Linked DNA regions of Mus musculus: all the other regions are linked to region 1. Evidence: chromatin contacts called from public Hi-C and HiChIP or PLAC-seq data. All regions are on one chromosome and are shown on one strand. Each heading gives the region's core, a stretch centred on a gene start, on an enhancer-like site or on the middle of the called end of the contact. The rest is flanking DNA. Distances are from core to core; before and after follow the strand shown. Region 1 has its middle 50 kb from the start of Gm41499. Region 2 overlaps Gm30224 (predicted gene, 30224). Region 3 overlaps Runx1 (runt related transcription factor 1). Region 4 overlaps Runx1 (runt related transcription factor 1).

Evidence for each region. Hi-C and Micro-C count contacts between places; a contact is called where the count stands out from the background. HiChIP or PLAC-seq counts read pairs in DNA pulled down with a chosen protein or histone mark.
Region 2: an HNF4G HiChIP or PLAC-seq map of pancreatic cancer cells shows a contact between it and region 1. The contact joins two enhancer-like sites. A contact is called at or near these places in 3 of 115 datasets of contacts at active chromatin or transcription factors (differentiating embryonic stem cells, embryonic stem cells and pancreatic cancer cells) and 1 of 9 other capture datasets (embryonic stem cells).
Region 3: a contact with region 1 is called in a FOXA1 HiChIP or PLAC-seq map of pancreatic cancer cells. The contact joins two enhancer-like sites. A contact is called at or near these places in 1 of 15 datasets of contacts at CTCF or cohesin (the NIH/3T3 cell line), 2 of 484 Hi-C or Micro-C datasets (the C2C12 cell line and muscle stem cells), 4 of 115 datasets of contacts at active chromatin or transcription factors (astrocytes, embryonic stem cells, fibro-adipogenic progenitors and 1 more) and 1 of 9 other capture datasets (embryonic stem cells).
Region 4: a Hi-C map of muscle stem cells shows a contact between it and region 1, with 2.4 times the contacts expected there. The contact joins two enhancer-like sites. A contact is called at or near these places in 1 of 15 datasets of contacts at CTCF or cohesin (the NIH/3T3 cell line), 1 of 484 Hi-C or Micro-C datasets (muscle stem cells) and 2 of 115 datasets of contacts at active chromatin or transcription factors (embryonic stem cells and regulatory T cell precursor).

Annotation. Positions count from the first base shown.
Region 1 is chr16:93,004,877-93,009,943 of GRCm38.p6, reverse strand. No RefSeq gene overlaps it. Among named protein-coding and RNA genes, the nearest start is that of Gm41499, 50 kb to the right of the region's middle. Within about 2 kb of position 3,148, at least 58 of the 459 cell types and tissues checked have an H3K27ac peak or open chromatin away from gene starts, as enhancers often do. A contact at or near this core is called in the C2C12 cell line, astrocytes, muscle stem cells and 1 more, where this site is marked.
Region 2 is chr16:92,579,073-92,584,139 of GRCm38.p6, reverse strand. It overlaps Gm30224 (predicted gene, 30224), which reads left to right. Exons shown (of 3, transcript NR_168718.1): 3 at 1-731. Among named protein-coding and RNA genes, the nearest start is that of Gm30224, 15 kb to the left of the region's middle. Within about 2 kb of position 2,074, at least 35 of the 459 cell types and tissues checked have an H3K27ac peak or open chromatin away from gene starts, as enhancers often do. A contact at or near this core is called in pancreatic cancer cells, where this site is marked.
Region 3 is chr16:92,606,680-92,611,746 of GRCm38.p6, reverse strand. The region is part of intron 7 of Runx1 (runt related transcription factor 1); the gene reads left to right. Among named protein-coding and RNA genes, the nearest start is that of Gm30224, 13 kb to the right of the region's middle. Within about 2 kb of position 2,061, at least 135 of the 459 cell types and tissues checked have an H3K27ac peak or open chromatin away from gene starts, as enhancers often do. A contact at or near this core is called in the C2C12 cell line, astrocytes, muscle stem cells and 1 more, where this site is marked.
Region 4 is chr16:92,738,191-92,743,257 of GRCm38.p6, reverse strand. All of the region lies in intron 2 of Runx1 (runt related transcription factor 1), which reads left to right. Among named protein-coding and RNA genes, the nearest start is that of Gm30281, 21 kb to the left of the region's middle. Within about 2 kb of position 2,742, at least 21 of the 459 cell types and tissues checked have an H3K27ac peak or open chromatin away from gene starts, as enhancers often do. A contact at or near this core is called in muscle stem cells, where this site is marked.

The DNA.
Region 1 (5,067 bases), core at 1,899-4,398:
AAATTCTTGACATTTTCACATAAACCCATATGTTTCATATAATTTTCCACATACCAGGCTGGAGAGATGGTTCAGCAGTTAAGAGCACTGACTGCTCTTCCAGAGGTCTCGAGTTCAATTCCCAGCAACCACATGGTGGCTCACAACCATCTGTAATGGGTTCTGATGCCCTCTTCTGGTGTATCTGAAGACAGCTACAGTGTACTCACATATATAAAATAAATAAATCTTTTTTTAAAAATTTCCACATGCTGTCAATTCAAATATCTGATATTTTTCACTGTGGTATCTTTAGAAGTATTTAAAATACTGCCAGCTCATAATAGACATTCCACACATGCTTGTTGGATACATACTGGTCTTTTTTGCTAACCCCTACCTGAGTTGAGAAGACAGTTCTAATCATCATTTTCCCTCCTGAAATTCTGCCTACCACTCTCTGCTTATAGAATGAATTACTGACCTGGTTTGCATTTTCCATATACTTCATCTTCCCTATTTCTTTTCTTGTTTTCCTGACTGTTTTGATGTTTATACCACCATAGTAATATAAAAGTGACATCATTCATGAGCAACCAAGTGACATCACTCATAAGTAACCAAGTGATGTCACTCATGAGGGAGCAAGTGATGTCACACATGAGCAACCAAGTGAAATCATTTATGAGCAACCAACTGATATCACTCATGAGTGACCAAGTGGCATCACACATGAGCAATCAATTAGCATTACTCATGAGTGACCAAGTGACATTATTCATGAGTGACCTGCAGTTTCAGCCTCCGTATATGTTTAGTACTAAGGCCTGCTTCCTTTCGTAGTGGCCCCCCTTTGTGCCCCAACCTTGTCTTTGAAGAAAGTCCCTTTTGTTAGCATCCAATCTACAGATAAAATTAAGCAAACTCTTAATTATACCAAAATCTAGATTTGCCATACCTACAAATAACTGTTGATTTGTAGCATTCTGGTGAAATTATTATTTGTTCATTAGTCTTTCAAACACTCTTACATATGAACTGGGAAATCACAGAGCAAATTACTAGTTAGTTTTAGGGTCCTAAATTGAACCATTTCTTTTTAATTAAAAAAAAATATTTGTAGCAAGTCTTCTCAGGATTAAAACTACCAGCCACCACCACCCCCCAACCATAATGAATATATTCTCAAATCTCAATTGGTGGTATTAGGATTGTGTATGTTCATTCATTTAATAGCATGAATTAATCTAACATTTGAAGAACAAGTGATCTTGACTTTGAACACTCGGTGAGTTGGAATAAATAGCTTAGAGTTGAACAAGCTCATGAACAACCAACAGCCTTGCATGTTTACTGCTAGGGAAATGAATGGTAAATGCTGAAACTTTAATGGATACTCAGAGAATCTACATGGTGTGTGTGTGTGTGTGTGTGTGTGTGTGTGTGTGTGTGTGAGAGAGAGAGAGAGAGAGAGAGAGAGAGAGAGAGAGAGAGAGAGAGAGAGAGAGAGAGGGCAAGTGTGGCAAGTGTGTGTATGTGCATGTGTGGTTGGGTGTGTAAGTGAGTATGTGTATGTAGGGTTGGCACCCCGTAGATTGGGATACTGTGGAAGCTTTGGACATTGAGTCTGGTGGCATATGTAAGGTTGCAGGGTGGAGCTCATGAGGGTTGCTTGACTCTGCTTCCAGCCCTAGCTCCCTGCTTCCTGCTGTGTGAGCTTGCACCTCAATCTTCGATCACCTACCAGGCCAGTCTGTCCAGCGTGCCTCTGGTGTGGTGGACTGTCTCTGACGGCCTGAGCTGAACCTCTCCTCTATTCAGTTGCTCCTAACAAGTGTTTTGTGGCAGCCACATGAAAAGCTAAGACAAAAATAGAGGACTCTGTTTTTCTTTATTGTCCTCTAAGATTTCCTTTCAAGAAAGGAAATAGAGAACGTGCAGATCAGATCTTCACAAATCAAAGTGTCTTCTCTCTCCCATGTATCTACTCTCCCACCTTCAAGTAAGGACTGGATCCCAGATACAGTACAGTGGATTCGTGACCTATGAACTGTCTGCCATCCCTGCAGTGTCTCTGGTGATGGAAGAGATTTTTCTCTTTAATGTCTGCCTGTGTTAATGCATAGGAAGATGCACACAATGATCACAGACTTCCCATCCAGTGAAGCCCTGTGACCCTGTAAGTGTTTAGCCTTTAACAGACCCCTGGGCTGTGTGCCCAGCTCTGACACTGTTCACGTTTACAGAGTCAATTCAATTTCACTTGTTAATATTGGTTACCATCATTCTAGATTGAAAAGCAGCTTTCCAGAGCATTGCTCTGAACTTCAGAAGCCCAAATAGCTCTAGCAGGCGTCTGGCACTTCCCACCTCCCCCATATTGTTCCTGGACCATCCATTTGAAATCCATTTGAATCAGGGTTTCTCTCTCTCTCTCTGTCTCTCTGTCTCTGTCTCTCTGTCTCTGTCTCTCTGTCTCTGTCTCTCTCTCTCTCTCTCTCTCTCTCTCTCTCTCTCTCTCTCTCTCTCCATTTCATTACAAATTCCTGTATCCAGGGATCATGTCTAATGTTTCTCAAATATCCTGGTTAATGTGTAGGCCAGAAACTTGTTCAATTGAAGCCTCTTAAAAGTTGTTGATGGAGTTAAAAATGAACTTCAAATGTGAAAAACGTTTCCAGAGCAAGGGAAATATTCACTGTTGTGTTTGGAAAACGGGATGGGTAAGTTTAAAAGCATGACGATCAGACAGGCTCCTTGAGGGAGGTAAATTTTTAGATACCATGAAATCCCATATGAGATCGCACCCAACTTCCTTAGGCAAACAGTAAGCGACAGAAAGAAAGAAAGGGACAAACTGGGTTTATTTGACCTTGCCATTTGATTTCCAAGGAATTCAAAGCCATCGAGGGGTAAAGATAGCTAGCTGTCTGTCTTTCTTGACTGGGTTTGTGCTTTTCTCTTTCTCCCTAACCCTGCCTCTGACTCCATTTTTTGAAAATTAGCCAGACAACGGCCGCATTTCCAGTTACTGGATGAGTTCAGAGCCAAGCAGCTGTTCAGAAACATCCAAGTGGGCAGCAAATGGCGCTGATGGAGTTAAAGGCGGTGACTCACACGGGACATTCTCAGCAGGTCAGCTGGAACTCCCTGCTGGGCAGGGAATGCAGCCCCCTGGGGCAGGTGCCAAGCCCAGGAGCAGAGCCCGGGATGACAGCAGCAACTCACCACACAGTGGCCTCCGCTCGGTCGCTTCCCTGTTCTCAGTTTTCATGATTTTTTTTTTATAAGGTGAATTTTTTTCTAACGCAATCCTGAAGTGTGATGGGAAAAACAGGCCGGGCAGCTGTTGACTGTTTGAAACAACAGAGGGGAGGCTGGGTCCCTTGGACCGGCTCCACACACGCTGCCTCGCCAGCTTTCCTGATCATTTTCTCATAGAAAATTATGGGTCAAGAGCTCGATCCTGCGCGCTCCTCATGCCAGTCAGTCGCTCGCTCAGCGAAGGTGAGGCTTGCAGGAGCCCAGAGGGGCTTGCTCATCTAGAAATATATTTCTACAAAAGATTATAATTTTACAAGGTGACTCAATCAAACAACAATAAAGACCACGGGTAGGCTAGGGGAAGAGGGGAAAGCACACTTGAGTTTGTGAGCTTATATAACAGCACTACCATGAAGGGCACTAAAGAATATAAAAATGGCATCCTAGATGTTTATTATTAAACATAATTGTTCAGGGAGGGAGGGACTTAATTACTTCAACAAATTCAATTGTGACTCAATCCTCCACTTCACTTTTTGTCTATTTTTCTTTAAATAGCTTTCAAAGGCTTTTAAAGGTAAATATCTTTAATTTGTTCCTTGCAGGTGGGTGATGGCTCAGCAAAGAAGAAACAATCTTTTTTTTTTTTTCTTTTCCTGTCATTAACAATTATCAGATTCAAATTCCATTCCTCTGCTATCTAGGCACAGGATTCCCAGTGCACTGGGATTGTGATCCTGATGGCCAATTTGTGTCCCCTATAATCAAGTTCATTTTGTGATAAGCTCCCAAATATTAACTCTGAAAGAGCAGAAAGGTAGAACTTTAAAAAAAAAATGAAACAATGATTTATTTCCTTAAATAAAATGTTTAAAGTTGTGTTTGGCCAATTAGATGAGCATTTATCAACCATCGAGTTCACAGGGAGCTCAGAGACAGGAAACAGCTTTCTGAGGGCTCTTCTTCTTCTGAGAAAACGGATTCAGAGTTCAAAAGAGAGTAGTCTGGCCGCCTGTTTTATAGAGCCCAAAGAGGAACATGGGAGGGGAAATTTCCCAAGAACAGACATGGTGTCAGTGTTGCCTGCCCGATGTCTAGCTGGTGGTAGACGATTAATAAATACCGGCAGAATTGATCTTGGCCGGGGGGTGGGGGGTGGGGTGGGGGGGGGAGTGGGGGGGAGTGGACGGAAGAGGAGGAGCATCCTTTCTTTTTGGCAAAAGAAAGAACAGATTAGTCATTGAGATTCTGCAGAAGGGATGGGGCTCAGGGTGGTTTAAATCTCAGTTCCAAAAGTCAGGAGAGAGGACGGGAGCACACCGAGTGAGCATCCTGTGAATAAGTCTTTTTCAGCCAGAGTTGGTTGGGTTCATTTCTGGGTATGGCAGCCAAGACCAACCAGAGGCTCCCAAGAGAAAAGCCAGACAGAAAGGCGAGGTTTGAGATTTTCTCTCCCGGTTGCATCTACCAGGTCTTCATGTATTAATTACCATGTTCCTTCCACACCAACCTCTGAGAGCATCTGGGATGAAATGCCAAATTAAAAGAGGGAGGGGAAGCTATAATCAGGGATTATTGTATGAGAAAAGAGTCTATTTTTTAAAATGTGGAAATCAGGACAGGAATACTCCCAGGACACTTTTATGGTGGGGATGAGCCTTTCTGTCCTTGATCCTGCCAAGAGTCAGGCTCACTGTTTACCCACCGTCTATGACAGTCCACTGGGGATGGCACTGCTTAAGGGATTCCTAGATTGAGTGTGTGTGTGTGTGTGTGTGTGTGTGTGTGTACATGTATGTAAACTGGGGTGTATGTGTGTGGTGT
Region 2 (5,067 bases), core at 825-3,324, 420 kb after region 1:
AGGGGAAGGAGGTAACATCCCTCCAGCCTCTCTACTTCAGTTCCAGCCTTAAGTGCCTGCCCTGGCTTCCCTGGTAGAATAACCCCCCTGCTTTTGGTCATGGTGTTTTATCACAATAGCAGAAGGCAAACTAAAACTGTCACCAAGGAAAGGACAAAGTGGATTCTGACTCTCTAAGTGGTACAGTCGCAGTAGTGGGAAGGGATACACGAGATACAGGACACAGAAAGCAGTCGTGTTTGCAGCTCCTGGGTCCCAACACAGCCCTCTGGTTCTCATACAAAGGCCCACGCATGTTGCTAGGGTTAAGACGTGGCCCATCCCCTTAAGGTTCATGTGGCAAGAGTTTTGTCTCAAGTGTGGTGGTGTCAAGGTCCTAGACCCTTTCAAAGGTGGCCTGGAGGAAGGGCCGTAGGTAAAGAGGCGTCTGCCCTTAGCAGAAATGAGTGATTTTCTTACAGGGCTGTGTTGGGTCTCTGTGAGAGCTAGTCATTATGAGGTGAGGCCATGCCCTATGCCTGACCCCTTCTGCATGGGACCACGCTCTCTTCTGCTTCTCCACCGTGTTACAGTGTAGCCAGGAGGGTCCTCAGCAGATGCTGTTACCATGCTGAATGCACATTGCAGCCACCAGCATGATGAACCAAATTCAACGTCTTTTCTTTGTATTTTGATATCTTGTTCTAGTAATACAAAATAGACTAAGGAGGGAATTAAATGGTTTTTTATTATTGTTTTGTTAGTTTGCTTTTGGGGGGATGGGGAATATATATATATATATATATATATATATAGAGAGAGAGAGAGAGAGAGAGAGAGAAGATGTCTCTATGTAGCCCATGCTAACTTTGAACTAGTGACCCTCTTACCTCTACCTCCCAAGTGCTGGGATTACAGGTGTGCACCACCACATATGGCCAGGAGTTGAGGCTTGGAATTTGCAAGAGGAGAGCTCAACTTTAGAATAGCTATCCCAGTGAATCGGCCCCAGATCAGGAACATCCTGTAGGAAGGACCAACCCCAGCACCCTGCTCACCCTTGATCTGGGCTTGCATGAGCTCTGCCCAAATTGAGGGATGAAAATCCAAATACAAAAAGCCCTGTGAGTCCCAGGGGCTTATCCCAGAGGCAAGCTCCTTAGAGGCTATCCACCTTGTCACGCTTGCAGGGGTTTTGAGAAGTGTTAAATGTCGGTAGCTTGAGTTTGTCATGATTTGCTTGTGTTGGTGAGATTGGCTGATGCTTCCGACCCAGACCTCTCTGCACACCTCTCCATTAACCAGCACAGCCCGTTGTTAGGCACTGACCTCACACCGATGCCTGCCTCCTACCTCAGCTGAGCCCAAAGAACCTTGCCGATTTGCTTCTCTGCGATGTGGACAGTTGATTAGAGAAGTGGCAACCTGAGATAGCACTGGCAAACCTCACAGAGCATTAAGACTTGTCCTTACTCCTGGAATAAGCATGCGGGGGGGGGGGGGAGGAGAAAACTAAAAGGACAAAGGCACAGAACAGGGTTGGTGAACGGAAATCTCAAAAGGTTCTTGACACCAAAGCCTCTCTCCGGGTTACAACTCTGGCCAGGTTCCTCAAAGCCCTCTTCCCTACTAGAGCTCAGCTTTCACCATAAAAGCTGAAACAACTGCTAACATAGTCTCTAGTCATTCATGGCCACATCCCTAATGTGTCTCTGCCCACACCAAATGCCTGCCTTGGGAAGCTCAAGGCTGACAGTAAATTTACTCTTTGTAGCAGCCAACATTTGAAGATAGGGCCCAGTCCCCAGCACCTGTGAGAGGGAAGAGCCCAGCTTCAGTAGTTGCCAGCTACGGGGCACAGCTGGTCTAATCACAGGCACACTGACCCTTTGAAGCTTCTCAATTCCCAGACTCCGCCGAGCCCCCCTCGGCTCCCTCCCACTCCCTCACTCTCTCTTATGTAGAGCCACATCTGTGCGACTCAAGCATGCTCGTCTCACCCTGGGCTCTGCGTTCTTGCAATGGTCACTACTGATGGAACTCTCTCTGAGCCGCCTTAAGGTCTGGCGATGACTATCATAATCACTATTCGAAGTCGCTAAACAAAAGGGGCCAGGGTAAGGCTTTGGCATGACACCAAGGCTGTGGTTAAGACAAGCTTGCGTACCATAGATTGAGAAGACGGAAGAACAGAAATATGAGGAGGAGAGGGGTGTGGCTAAGTGCTGCTTGCTTTACAGTGGGTCCCGTGGCTGTGGGGACCCATAGCTCTGCAGGCCCTGTAGGCGCTGTAACCGCTAATGCACAGGAGTTAGGAGTGTGCTCTCTGACACTATAGCTCCAGCTCTACCTGACAGCATCCCTGCTTCATGTAACCCCTGGTTCCTAGAGTTTGTTCAGTCCTTAGGAAAGTATGTCCAGCCTATAGATCTCCTTTGCTTTCCCCATACTGTCTTTGGATGCCAGCATGCACAGTTGGTCAACAGCCTTTGGATCAGGACTTGGACTCCTGTGACATCACCACCCATGTCTTGGCTTCTTTGGTAATCCGGGATGTAGAATTAGTGTCTGCTTTGCCTGTGACAGTATGACACCTAAAGGGTTAATCCATCCAAAATGCTGGCAAGAAGCAAGGGTCAGGTGTGATTCAGGGCCCCTCCTTTCCAAGCTAAGAGAAGACCTTTCTCTGCTTGGGAGGAAGGGTCTGTTGCTTGGCCAATGGACTGGACATTCCAAAGGTCACCCTAAACTTCGGGGTTGGGCCACTAAGCCCTCAGGCCCCAGCCTGTTCCATCTATATCCCCAATCCGGGCCAGCCCTGTGCCCTGCCCCCTGCTCGGCTGGATCAGATTAGCAGGAGAGAGGTGCTTACAAGATTGCTCCACTTGGCTCTCCAGCAATTAATTAAGAGCCGTCTGAGAGCCTCCAAAGGCGCATGCAAGCTCCAGCAAGATGGGGCACACATGGCTCAGTCCAAAATATTTGTTGTGTTTTTCCCCTAGCTGGGGAACCGGTTCTTACCTGTTCCCTGGACTGATGAGATTTTAAAGCTATTCACTCTCGATGCCAGCTGTGAGCAGCCTGCTGGTCTTAAGGAAGGCGCAGGTATCAGCTATGAACCACTCTGATGGTCATAAGGAAGGTGGGGAAGAGGCTAGAAACGTCACGGCTACACAACCGAGCAATGAGTAGTGTTATCTGGGGGCTGTGCATTATGGTCAGCAGGCTGCTCCACACATTGGGGCATTGGCCCCAGAATGGCCGACAAGGAGGACTGTTTTGACACGATGGCAGCTTTGTGGCCCTAGAAGCTTTGGGATCAGTGGCCCCCCTCATAGCAATTAGGTCTTAGGTATTAGGGAATCAGATGGTCTCAAGTCCTGTCAACTTTGAGGCATGATCTATGTTCTGCCATCCCCTGACATTACAGTCCGTTGGCTGAAGGCACAGCCAAGTGTCAGTCAGTGAACTTGCTCAAAAGAGGCAGAGGGGAGGGTCTGGGAGATGGCTCAGCTGAGGAAGCCCTCACTGTGACCTCCAGTGCCCACATCAAAGGGCAGGTAGGCAGCAGCAAGCCCTCACTTCTGGGAAGGCAAACCCAGCAGGACCCCCACAGCCCTCTCGCTCACTGCTCTTGCTGAGGCAATAAGTTCCAGCCTCAGTGAGAGATCCCATCTCAAGAAATAAAGTTGAGAGCCTGGAGAGATGTCTCAGCGTTTAAGAGTACTGGCTGCTCTATCATCGTAAGCCTCGGGTTCAATTCTCAGCACCCACATGGTGGCTCACAACAACCTTTAACTCCACCTCCAGTGTATCTGATGCCCTCTTCTGGCTTCTGTGGGCCACATGCATTGCACACATGTGGTGGACAGACACACATGCAGGCAAAACACCAATACACATAAAATAACTTTTTAAATAAATAAGTAAAGAGATCCAGGAGGATATTCAATGTTAAACTCCTGCCTCTACTTATACACACAGGCAGTGAGGCCGCATGACTTCCTTTAGTCCCAGCACTTGGGAGACAGAGGCAGGTGGATCTCTCGAGTACAAGGCCACCCTGGTCTATAGAGCTAATTTCAGGACATAGTGAGACCCTGTCTCAAAACAAACAAACAAATAAATAAAAAACAACACACACATACACACAAATGAAGAGTTGTAGGTCAGAAAGCAAAAATCAAGGATATTACAAAATTCCTTTTAAAACAAAGAGAAAACAAATCTGTGTGCATATTTTTATAGAGGAAATTTAGAATTAAAAATAGTTAAAACCAGGTACTTTTCTCAATATGGGCTAATTAATTAGGAAGATAGGTCTTTGGGGGAATAACACTGCAGAATTGTGATTCATTGTGTTCTCAAATGGATTTGTGTCTGCCTGTCCCTCTTCTGACGTGGATTGTTGGAACACCAGCAGCAGGCCCAACAGGCCGACCCTTGCACTTGCCCTTGGCTACAGAAGCAAGATATTGCTAGAATCTTGAGGGAGCTTTCCACAGCCCTCCCAGCCTGCGTTTTGTGTCCCTCAGCCTGCCTTCCTCCAGGCTGCACCAAGCAGACCTTGGGAAGGGGGAGACATGGTTGTCATGGTTCCTGCCCTTTCCCTTCCCACAGCATTCCACTGTTGGAGCCTGAAGGAGACAGGGCGCAGGCCCCCAAAGAGTACACACATCAAGGAGTCAAGCCCTCCCTAAGAGGAGTCCAGGATCCCGGGCAGTGTTGCAGGCATGCAGGAGTCTTGGGCTCCTGGCAGAGTGCAGGGCCTCTTTCATATGCAGTCATCAGACACAAGAGCTGAGGAAAGCGGCCTGGCCAGTTACTGACTGCAAGACAGTGTGATTTCCAGCTGGGAGCACACAGGAATATGTGGATGGCTTATCACAATCCTCATGGAACTGGAATCAGTCAGCTGGGCCCTGCTCCTCCTCTTCCCAGCTGTGTGACCTTCACCAAAGTGCCAGCTCCCTGGGCTTGTGTTTCTTCATGAAGAAAAAGCAAGGTCTGGGCAACCCTCAAAGTGGTGATAAGAACCATGTGCGGAGCCTTCAAGTTTGCAGATTCCTAAGCCTTGCCTAGAACACA
Region 3 (5,067 bases), core at 812-3,311, 400 kb after region 1:
CTCCGGCTGACCGGTGATCACATGTAAGAGTGGCTTTTAACACTCTCTGAGGATGGCGTACACAGGGATGATCCGTTTGGCCGTATCCACGTCCCTTCCTCCCTTCAACTCCCCATACCGTCTCCCTCAGAACTTCATGTCCTTTAAGGTTTTGTGTGTGTGTGTGTGTGTGTGTGTGTGTGTGTGTGTGTGTTTATTAGTCGAGTGCAGGGATGTGTGTGTGTGTGTATGTTTATTAGTTGAGTGCAGGGAGTGCCACCCATATACACATAGGACTAGGGACATTCACTACCACAATCTATCCGCAGCCACTGTCACACAAAGTAAAGTAAGTATCAGGTCTAATTCACGGCTATATGATCCGGACTTCAACAATACAAGCTAGAAGGAAAGGTATTTATTTAATAGTACAGGAAAGAGAGGGGGGAAGAGAGAGAGAGAGAGAGAGAGAGAGAGAGAGAGAGAGTTCGCCAGGACCCAAAAGTGACCCTCTGCTGCCCAGTAGGGAAGACCAGAGAATGACAAACAACTGGCATAGAGTGAGCCTCAACTTGGCAAAACTCCCTCTAGAAACCAAGCCCCGAGCACAGGCCTCAAAAGCCTGTAATGTGTTCTCATAAACCTGGGCCAGAGAGGGTAGGTAGGGTCCCTGAAAGGAAGAGGCTGTCAGGCCCACAGCTTGTCAGCCGAACTTGACCCCTCTGTGGCTGATGTGCCTTCTAATCCCACCAGTGACAGCTTCGAGTTCTGGGCTTTCAGCCTCCCCCAGCCCGACCTGCCTAGCTGCTCAGCACACACACATGCGTTCTCAGCAGACGGGCCCTGTCTGTCTCTGTCCCTTGCAGACAGACAGACTCCACACCTTGTCTGAAAGGAGCTGCCACGTGAAGGTTTATCTTTCCTCCTCATTTCTCTTCTTCCTTTATTTTACCCTCTTCCTTTTCTTTTGGTTAATTAATGTCTAGCTGCCAACCTGGGCGACAGACAGCGCATACTAATCTGAGTCACGCAGGAGAGCCTTTTAAGGCGGTCATTATCTGCTCAGGTTGTTTAATCCTTTGGGGGCAGTGGGAGGGGCCTGGGGTGGGACCTCTTTCATCCACATCAAGCTTTAGAGCCAAGACTCTGCGCTCTGTCAAGGTAGAGACTTAGCACCATAGAGGGAGAGACACTGCCAGTGAAAGTGGCTGAACCTTCTAATCCTCACACTTCCTACTTTTAAAGTCTCCCCATGAATGGGAGAGGGGGCAGTTGTCACCTGAATTGAGTGGGTGGGGGCGGCGTGCACCGGACTAGCCAAAAGAATAGAGGAGCCGTAGTTGGGTGATGTATAAATTCTGTGTGACTGCTGATGTGTAAGGAAAGAGGTTAGACAGGATTTAAAAATGAAAACACGGGGAGCTGGTGAGGTAGCTCAGTGGTTAGGAACCTTTGTTGCTCTTCCCAGGCCCCCCACATTAGCCCGCTCACAGCTGCCCATAACTCCAACTCGAGGGCATCTCTCTCCTTCCTCCAGTGTCTGCAAGCACACACACACACACACACACACACACACACACACACACACACACACATGCGCGCGAGCACCTAACTAAAAATAAAATAGCTGTAAATGAGAACACGTATTCGAATAGAGCACTTGAATTTGAACATATCTAAAAGGCCCATGTCTTTTTTATTACAGAGCGTATACAAAGCGAGACAGGGAGGGATGGAAGGAGAAGGGGAGGAGGGAGAGAGAACCTGACCTCTCGTAGAAAGACGCCACACTATCTCAGATCTTCCACATACTCTGCCCCCAGCAGCTGAGACTGTAACATTACTCCTGCGCTTATGCCCATGACAAATCACGGACTCACTCGGGATTCCGGTAACGTGGTACCATTACCACATTACCATGTAAGAACTGGGACAGACTGGCAGAGCATGTTCAGACACGGCTCTGAAACGTGGTGACCTCTCCTTCATTTTTTTCCAGTGGATTCACCTTTTTTGTCTCAGGACAAATGAAGCAAGAGGGATAATGGGCAGAGTCACTTGTTTGTGTCCAGTGTATTGCATCAGATGACAACAGGCCGATTGTGTGTGTGCCTAATGCTCTCCCTCCTGCCTCGGCTTCTCCCTAGACTGTATAAATCTAACTGGAAAAAAAAAATGGAGTAGAGCTTCCTGTTAACTCTCAAGCATGTCATGGCTCTCTGTAAGCAAAACAAGTGACACAGAGTTTGCTCATAGAGGTCCCCGGTGAGGGCGCAGAGATGAACCCTGAGGAATGAGGTGTGGCCTGCTGGCTGGAGGAGAGGCTAGAGGGCAGCCTACCAGGGCAGCCTACCAGAGCCACTGTTGGTTTACAGCCTTTGCCTGCCCACATGTCTGACTTGCTTTGAAAAGATTAACAGGAGTGTTTGTTTGAAAGTCAGACTCCTGGTTTCCTCATTAGTAGAGGGATTTGCTGCAGACTTGGGCTGTGCTTATAAACTCTAATTACCTCTCTGATGAGGAGTCTATTTCTCTCACATTCAGCCCAAATGTACACAAGAGTTCCTTTTGTAAAATCGTGTTAGAGCAATAAAAGATTATTGAGAGGGGGTGGAGGGGGAGAGGGAGAAACAAGAACACAAGCCCGAGCTCTCCGTGCTGAAATAATAGGCTTGGAACAGAAAGAAGTTGATCACAGCCCATGCCTTCCAAAAAAAAAAAAAGATTAATCCACCCGGGTAGCTTTCCTTTCAAAGGAAGCTTTTCGATCCCCTCAAGTTTCTCTCTAGCAGGCTCAACTCTGTACCTGAATTTGAGAATTTAACATTTTGAACACTTAGTTCGTGCCTCTGCCCTGTGTTGTTGCTGCTGCTGAGCCGTGCTGGTGCGAACAGTATAGTCGCAGCCTGCCCTCCTCTGACTGACAGACACAAGCTACCCGAAACACCGTCCTAACTCACTGTGGCAGCTGGTGGGCGGATGTGCATCCCTTCCTAACCATTCTCAGTTATTTCGCAATGTCTGGAGATTCTTTTGGATGTCAAAGTAGCGGGCAGGGGGTCGGCAGGGAGGCCACTAGAGGCATCTTGTGGGTAAAGAAGGAAGATGCCACCAAACAGTTATCAGTCTCCAAACACCCGCTAGACATAATACAGCCCAAAGATGCCAGCAGTGGCACTTTTGGCAAGGGAACCCTCCTGTCCCTCCTGTCCCCTGGTCTGCCTCAAAGGCAGCATGCACACGTGCCAAGTGCAGAGGGAGCCGGTGAAGCAAGGGCAGTCTGTAGAACTGTAAATTCAAAATGAATCTTGTAAAGAAAGTCTGTCATTTCTGGACAAAACAAGTTTTGCTATCCATTTGTGTTAGAAGCTAGTGAGTGACACAGCAGCTGGAGCCATGACTCAGTGGTTTAGAGCATGCACTGCTCTGGGGGATGTTGGCACCCACTTCTAGCCTCTGGGGGCACTGCACACACACAGGCTCATAACCACACAAGCATAATCACAAGTAAAATTACCTTTAAGAAGAAAACAGTGACTCAGGTCTTAGATAAAGACGAGACATGAAGTCAAATGTCTAAGGTTACTATAGATGGGAACAAGTCAGAAGGCAGAGACAGAGGCAAGTGATGTGTCAATCACCGACATTCACGTCGTCCCTACCACAACACGCACTGCACCTAATAATAGGAAATTAGCCAACTTTCAAGGGATCAGAGTCTACAAAAATGACAGTTTTCTATTATCCAACCTGACTACTAAGTGCAATGACATAATATTGTTATTATAACATACTTAACATATAATATTCTACTATCAACATATCAGTGGATGCATGACCTCAGTTATTTTAATGTTATGCCATTGTATATTGTTATATTAATATTGTTATGCCAATGTACTGATTATATTAGCAATATACCAGTCAGTATTGATGCTTTCATTAGAGGATAGGCTTTTTTTTCTCCCCCAGTAAAGGACCAAAGAGAAGTTGTTAAGCTTTGGACACTCTGTTGTCCTGGTCACTCAACAGCAATAGGAGCTACTTAGCGCCCATGAAAGTGCACACAGGTGCCAACTTGTGCTATAGGTTGAAGCTATGTCGCAACAGAGTAGAAATACAATTTTTGTGTGTTTTTATTTTTAGTCTTACAACCATTTGAAAAGGTAAAATTCATTCTTAATTCCTAGAACACATAAAACTTCTCCCCAGCCAGACTTAGCCAATGAGCTACAGTTTGCCAACCTGGGATCTAACATTTATGTGTATTGGAAACTTTACACTACAGTGTGTGTGACAGGTACCTATATGGTACATATGCTACGGCGTGTCAGGATACATACCATATGCCGCCCACCACTCCCTGCAATGCATCTGCCATTGCTCTGTGTCACACTGTTTGACATCTGTCATGTCAAACATGCTGGGGGAAGCCCACTTCTTGCTAGATAGTCCCCGCCACCCACCATTCCCTGGCAGCAGCCCTCTGCATAGAATCTCATCTTCTTAAGTGACAGTATCTTGGGTAGTTATCTGTCCTGTTGACTTCTAGGTAAGTGTACATCTCAGGCAGGAATATTCTCAGTGGTTCCCTCCTCCCTGGGCAGGGAGCTGTGGGCAGTCCAGTCTGTTGGGTGGGTGCACTCTCCGTGCTCCCTCCTCCATGGTCAGGGCCAGTCTGGGCACTCTTCTGTGTCCTGAGTAGGAGCACTCCCTGTGCCACCCCCATCCCCCACCCATAGTCATTCTGTGCAATCTTGTGTGACCTGGTTGGAAACAGTCTTGGTGGTCTGGGACACTCTGAGCAGTCCTGTGTCCTGGGTGGGAGCAATTTTGCGGTCCCCCCTTCCACAGGCAGGGGCAGTGTGTTGTGGGGGGAGCACTCTCTGTGTAGCCCCCTACATGGGCAGAGGCACTCTCCGTGGTCCCCCCCCCCCGGGCAGAAGCACTCTGGGTAGTCCTGTGTGTTAGGGCAGGATCACATGCTGTGCCCCCACTCCGTGGGCAGGAGCACTCTGGGTAGTCCTGTGTCTTAGGGCAGGTGCACTTGCCGTGCTCCCCTCCCCGTGGGCAGGGTCACTCTCTGTG
Region 4 (5,067 bases), core at 1,493-3,992, 270 kb after region 1:
AACACACCTGAATGGACTCTAATCCTCACTTGGTTTTCCCACCACATCGAGTTAGACCAATATCTCATGGGTAGATCTAGTTCTCCCATGAGCTTACGAGTCCATCACTGAGCCTCTGCCATTCTTGTCTGAGACCAAGGCACTGCCATGACTTCGGGCAACATGGGATAGCATCTGTCCTGACTGGGTGAAGTTTCTGGAAGGAAACTTTGCTTGTTGCTACGTTCATCAGATGACCGAGGCTAGAGAAAGCATGATAACCAGAACTCAGAGACTTGAAGGAGGGCCGTTCCTGCCTCTTGGGTGCAGTGATGCCCATAATCCTCACGTGGTGGAAGGATCCAGTATTTCCAGTTCTCTCAGATGGTATTTTAATAGTATCAGGTCATCGCTCTCATGGAGGCAAATGTGGACTGCATTTATTTCATTTTAAGTTGAAAAGGGCAAATCTCTCTTGGACAAACCAGAAACACAAATTAAAGGGTTATGAGCCTGGTGGAAGAGACGCCTACTAATCAACACTCCTTAAAGGGCCAGAAAATTCCTCTGCCTCCTTATGAAAATCCGAGGTAGACCTTCATGTTCCTGTTTGCGGGAGAAGAAAAGCCCAAGGCTTGGTAAATGAGCTCACAGTGAGATCCCTGAAATGCTAGCAAGTTTCACACTCCTAGGACAAAAAGACCTGGTGTCTTCTCTCCACTGATTTAGGATGTAGAGACCCGTTCAAGAATTTGGTGCAAGCTGTTTATAATTATAATCCCTATCTTAAGGTTACCACATGCCTGAATTTATTGTCCTTAGACATACAAGAATATGGACATTGTCCTGTCAAAGAAAATCAACTTTTAAAATCATCATAATTATTCCTCTTGTACTATTTTACTCTTCCTGTGCGTTTATGACTTGGTTTGAGAAATTCTAGATGTTGATGACGAATGTAAAACTCATTTAACTGGGACACTAAAGAACTAATGAATGCTTGCCACTTGGTAGACCACAGGCAATCCTTTACTGATGGTCCAAGAATTCTGGGCTTGTCCTTCTATAGAAGCTGGCATTATTAACTTGCCTCATAAATCATTAATGGTTCTCTGTTCTACTGACAGCTCCCATTCCACAAGGTTCTCAATAGCCACCTTCGGGCATCCTTCCACAGCTCCACAGCCCGTGCCCATCCCCTGGACGCGCAAAGCAAGAGCACTTGGCATTAACTGTATGCTGAAAGATGCTAACACTATTTTTTGACACTGTAAAGAATCCAGAAAACATAATGAAGTTGAAGCATTGCTCTCTCATTGCTGCTGATTTCTCTTTAAACTCAAAACAAAAGCAAATATTAAAGAGAGAGGCATAGCTCGGTTAAGTTGCACAACTGCTGGCCTAGTCTGAAAGCACTTCTCTGGGAAGAAGACTTTAAAAAAAAAAAACAATAGAAACAAAACCTGGAAACAGAGTGATCCAAAGATCATAGAACTTGAAATGTTCCAGAATTTTCAAAAAACACCCGTGTAGAATTTGTTTCGGGTCTAGCATCCCTGTGATGTGTAGCTCTGCTTCCAAAGGCTGTTGTTCTTGCAGATGTGTTCTGAGACACTGCTGAGCAGATGATAAACCCTGCCAGCCAGCCCCTCTTATGGCCCAGAGAATCCTTGGTGCCTTTGTTATAAAGCTCAACTCCTTGGTGCACAAGGCTGAACTCTGGGGCCCAGCTGCTGTCGGTTTGAGGTGCCTGACATGGGGACAGGAGCCTTCTATGTCTTTCGACTCCAGCACGGCAGCTGTACTTCAGTTTGGTGGGGCACATCCTCTCTTACACGTTTCCTGCTATGAAAGGGGGTACCCTTGCCACATGTGTCACAGCAGGCAGGATGATCTTCACCAACAGAGGCCATTCGGTGTCCAATTCGGCCGTAGATAAAGCCATGAGTGAGCATGCAAGAAGGAAACTGAGGCAGGAGGATAAAGTCGGGTCATCAGATGCTTTGTCTACTCCGTAGCTTGGAGAGAAGGGAAGTGTATTCATTGACCGCAGCTAAATGATGAGTTACCTTATTTAATGAGTGATTCCTTTGGGTGATGATCTTATAGAAATGCATAAGGTCCATTAGGGTTCTCACTATAGGTCACCATTTACATATTTATCTGAAGCATCAAATGATCATGAGTTAGTTCTGATCTACTCAAACAGTCCACCTGTAGACCTTTGGTGAAGACAGCATTCAGAGTATGGAATGTGTTTTCAGAGGAATCGAATCTAGACAAAAAGAACTCAGAATTACTCTGGCCAGGAGGGTATGTACAGCTTCTTTTGGTCTCGTTGTTTGGCCAGATAAGCAGTGAAACCGGCACCATGCTTCCTGGGGCGATCATCTGGCTGTCTCTTTAAGGGTTGTCATCAGGAAGCCTTTCCATTTGGCACTTTGGGCCAAGACGTAGTGAGACATTATTATTAAATGCTAATATCGAATGCACACACCAAAAAAAAAAATGTGTTGAGAGGAAAGAGGGTAGCATTTGCTTTAGAGATTTTAATGAAGGGCTGAGTTTCCACCCTCTTGTTTAAACAAGGTCTATTCAGCATTTGACAGATGTGGTATTTGGCAGGTCAGAAGGATGCCCGCGTATAGGAAAGCATTCATTTCCAAGAATCAAAGACAAGGAGAGTGAATTCGGAGCAGAGACAAAATTGAGAGGAGATAAACAAAGCCGGTCTCGCTGGAGCCTCAGCAAGATGTCAGGCTAGGAGAACTCAGGCTCAAGAGGGAAGAAACTGATTCCAACTTCTCCTTCTAATGAGAACTAATTTAGCCCTAAATTAGAAACAGGAATAGTTGAGATAAATATTAAGTTCTGAGAGAGGACTTGCCGACTTTTCTGTTTTGATAGAGATGAGAAAGGGACCAAGGTTTATTCCCTCAGAAACACAGTTGGTGGGAGACTATTTCAGAATAAAGTCACACGTGCGGTCTCATCTGTCCTGGCGTGACGAGCTTTTCAGCGTGAATACCGCCTCTGACTCATGGCTTACTAATTGATCCTGCTCATCAAAACCGTGACTTTAGAGACTGTGAGTCTCTGGAGCAGAGCCTTGTAGAGCTGAAATGCGGGCTGCCTGCAGGGTGTGAGGCCTCAGCAGCTCATGACTGCAGAGCTGAGATGTTTGGGAAAGGCATGGAAAGAAGGAGGCGCTTAGTCTGACCCCTAATTTCTCTGAGACTGTGGCAGCGTCCGTGAGCCAAACTGGGTGCAACTCTTGTGAAAGGAAGTAAAACCCCCAGCTGGTATTTTCTACAGAAAAATAAGAGAGAGATGGAAGGGGGTGGCCGAGTTATCAGGACCTTTTCTCCTTCCCGCACCCAGGGAGTAGCTCATGACTCTCCTTTCTGTTTGTTCTCGGGCCTTCTCAGCAGCCAGTGGTCAAACTGGACACTAAGAAAAAAAATTAATCCACACAGAGCCCATTTTTCAGATTTGTTAAACTGAGGAAAACGATTCTTTCCATGAGATAGGTTGATCTGAAGTCTAAAGTGACTGCGGAGAGGTAAGCTCTCTCAGGTGTGCCCAGGGCTCGGAACATTGACACTGGAGAACAAAAGAGAAATGAATGGATTAAGTTACTGCTGGGTTTTCAGAGACATCCCAGGGACCACCATTTACAGAGAATTTCAGCACAACAATAGATTATTGTGTTTTTTTTTTTTTTATTTTGGTTTGGTTTGGGTTTTTTTTTTTTTTTTTTTTTTTTTTTTTTTTTTTTGCCTACAGCCACCCTGTTACAATGGCACATTACCAGGTCCATTTGTGTTTTTAAAATATTACAGTAACAGCAACAGCAACAATAATAAAGCCTAATTGTTTGAGTCTTCAGAAAAGACTGCTTGAAAGGAAGAATGGTGCATTAGTCAGCCTACAGAATAAATGATAACCTGCCCTTTGATTCAATGAGTCTTTATTAGGTGACAAAGATTGGGTCCATGTGTGTGTGATGCGGTGCGCCTTGGGCTAGGCCTCTGTCTGAGACACCGCACGCCTAGGTCAGGGCACAATAGGACCCTTTGTCTCTGCTCCAGGCAGGATTTTTTTTTTAAGGAAAGAAGAAGAAGAAACAGAGAATCCACTTCAGCCTTTAAATCAAATTTACCTTCTGCCCCCTTCTCCCCAATAAAACACCATAAATAGCCTGGATGAAGGTGGAACTTCTAAACTGACAAGCACTTCTATGAAAATTCTGAAGATATTCTATGCTCCGCTAAAATCTGAGACATCTGAGGGCTTTAGAATCCAGTGCTGACTCTCCTGCCCACCTGTCAGACATTAGCAAGCATCACATACCCTCAACGCATTTGCTCTGACAATATCTCTTGTGACGTTGAGACATTTCGACCAGTCCAGGGTCCCGACAGTTCTGTCTCCCTCCCACTGGAGCACTGGCACACCACACCTGGACAGCTCACCTCCTCTGTAGAGTCCACAGCCTCTCAGCACAAACGCCTTCCACGGGAGGGAAAGCCGACCCTGTTTCCATTTAAATGTGAGAACATCTGTTGCCCAGGAGATGGGTTTGCTACCAGGCACTACTGTTAGATTCCTCGCCAGCGAGTCTGATGCCTTCATGTGGTTTCTGTTTGCTTCTTTAAACAGTTAATTATGTTTTATTCTTTCTTCTATAAAAGCTAAATTTAGCCAAGTTTTATACTAATTTAAAACATTTTCTGGAAATGACAGAAGGCCATTGTTTAAAAGGCAGCGGAGAGGCAGAGTTCTGGATGGCTGTCTCACAGGAGCAGGGCGTGGGCGTGGGGGGATGATCGTGGCAGCCTGTGGCTTCGAGGCTCAAATTTTATTTGATGTATGTGGACAAATAGCGATCAGGTCGTAAATCAGTTTACACTGCTACTCACATATGTATCATGACTCGGAAGACAGGAAAGGGTGGTTTCCCAGCCCTTGCCCGCCATGTTATTCTCTTCGTGTGGTTGGAGCCGAAAAGCTGTGCGCTTGAAGGTTAGCAAAGACTGTCATGTTGACCTGCTGCTACCAAGAACATTGATGTTTGTGGGAGCATCC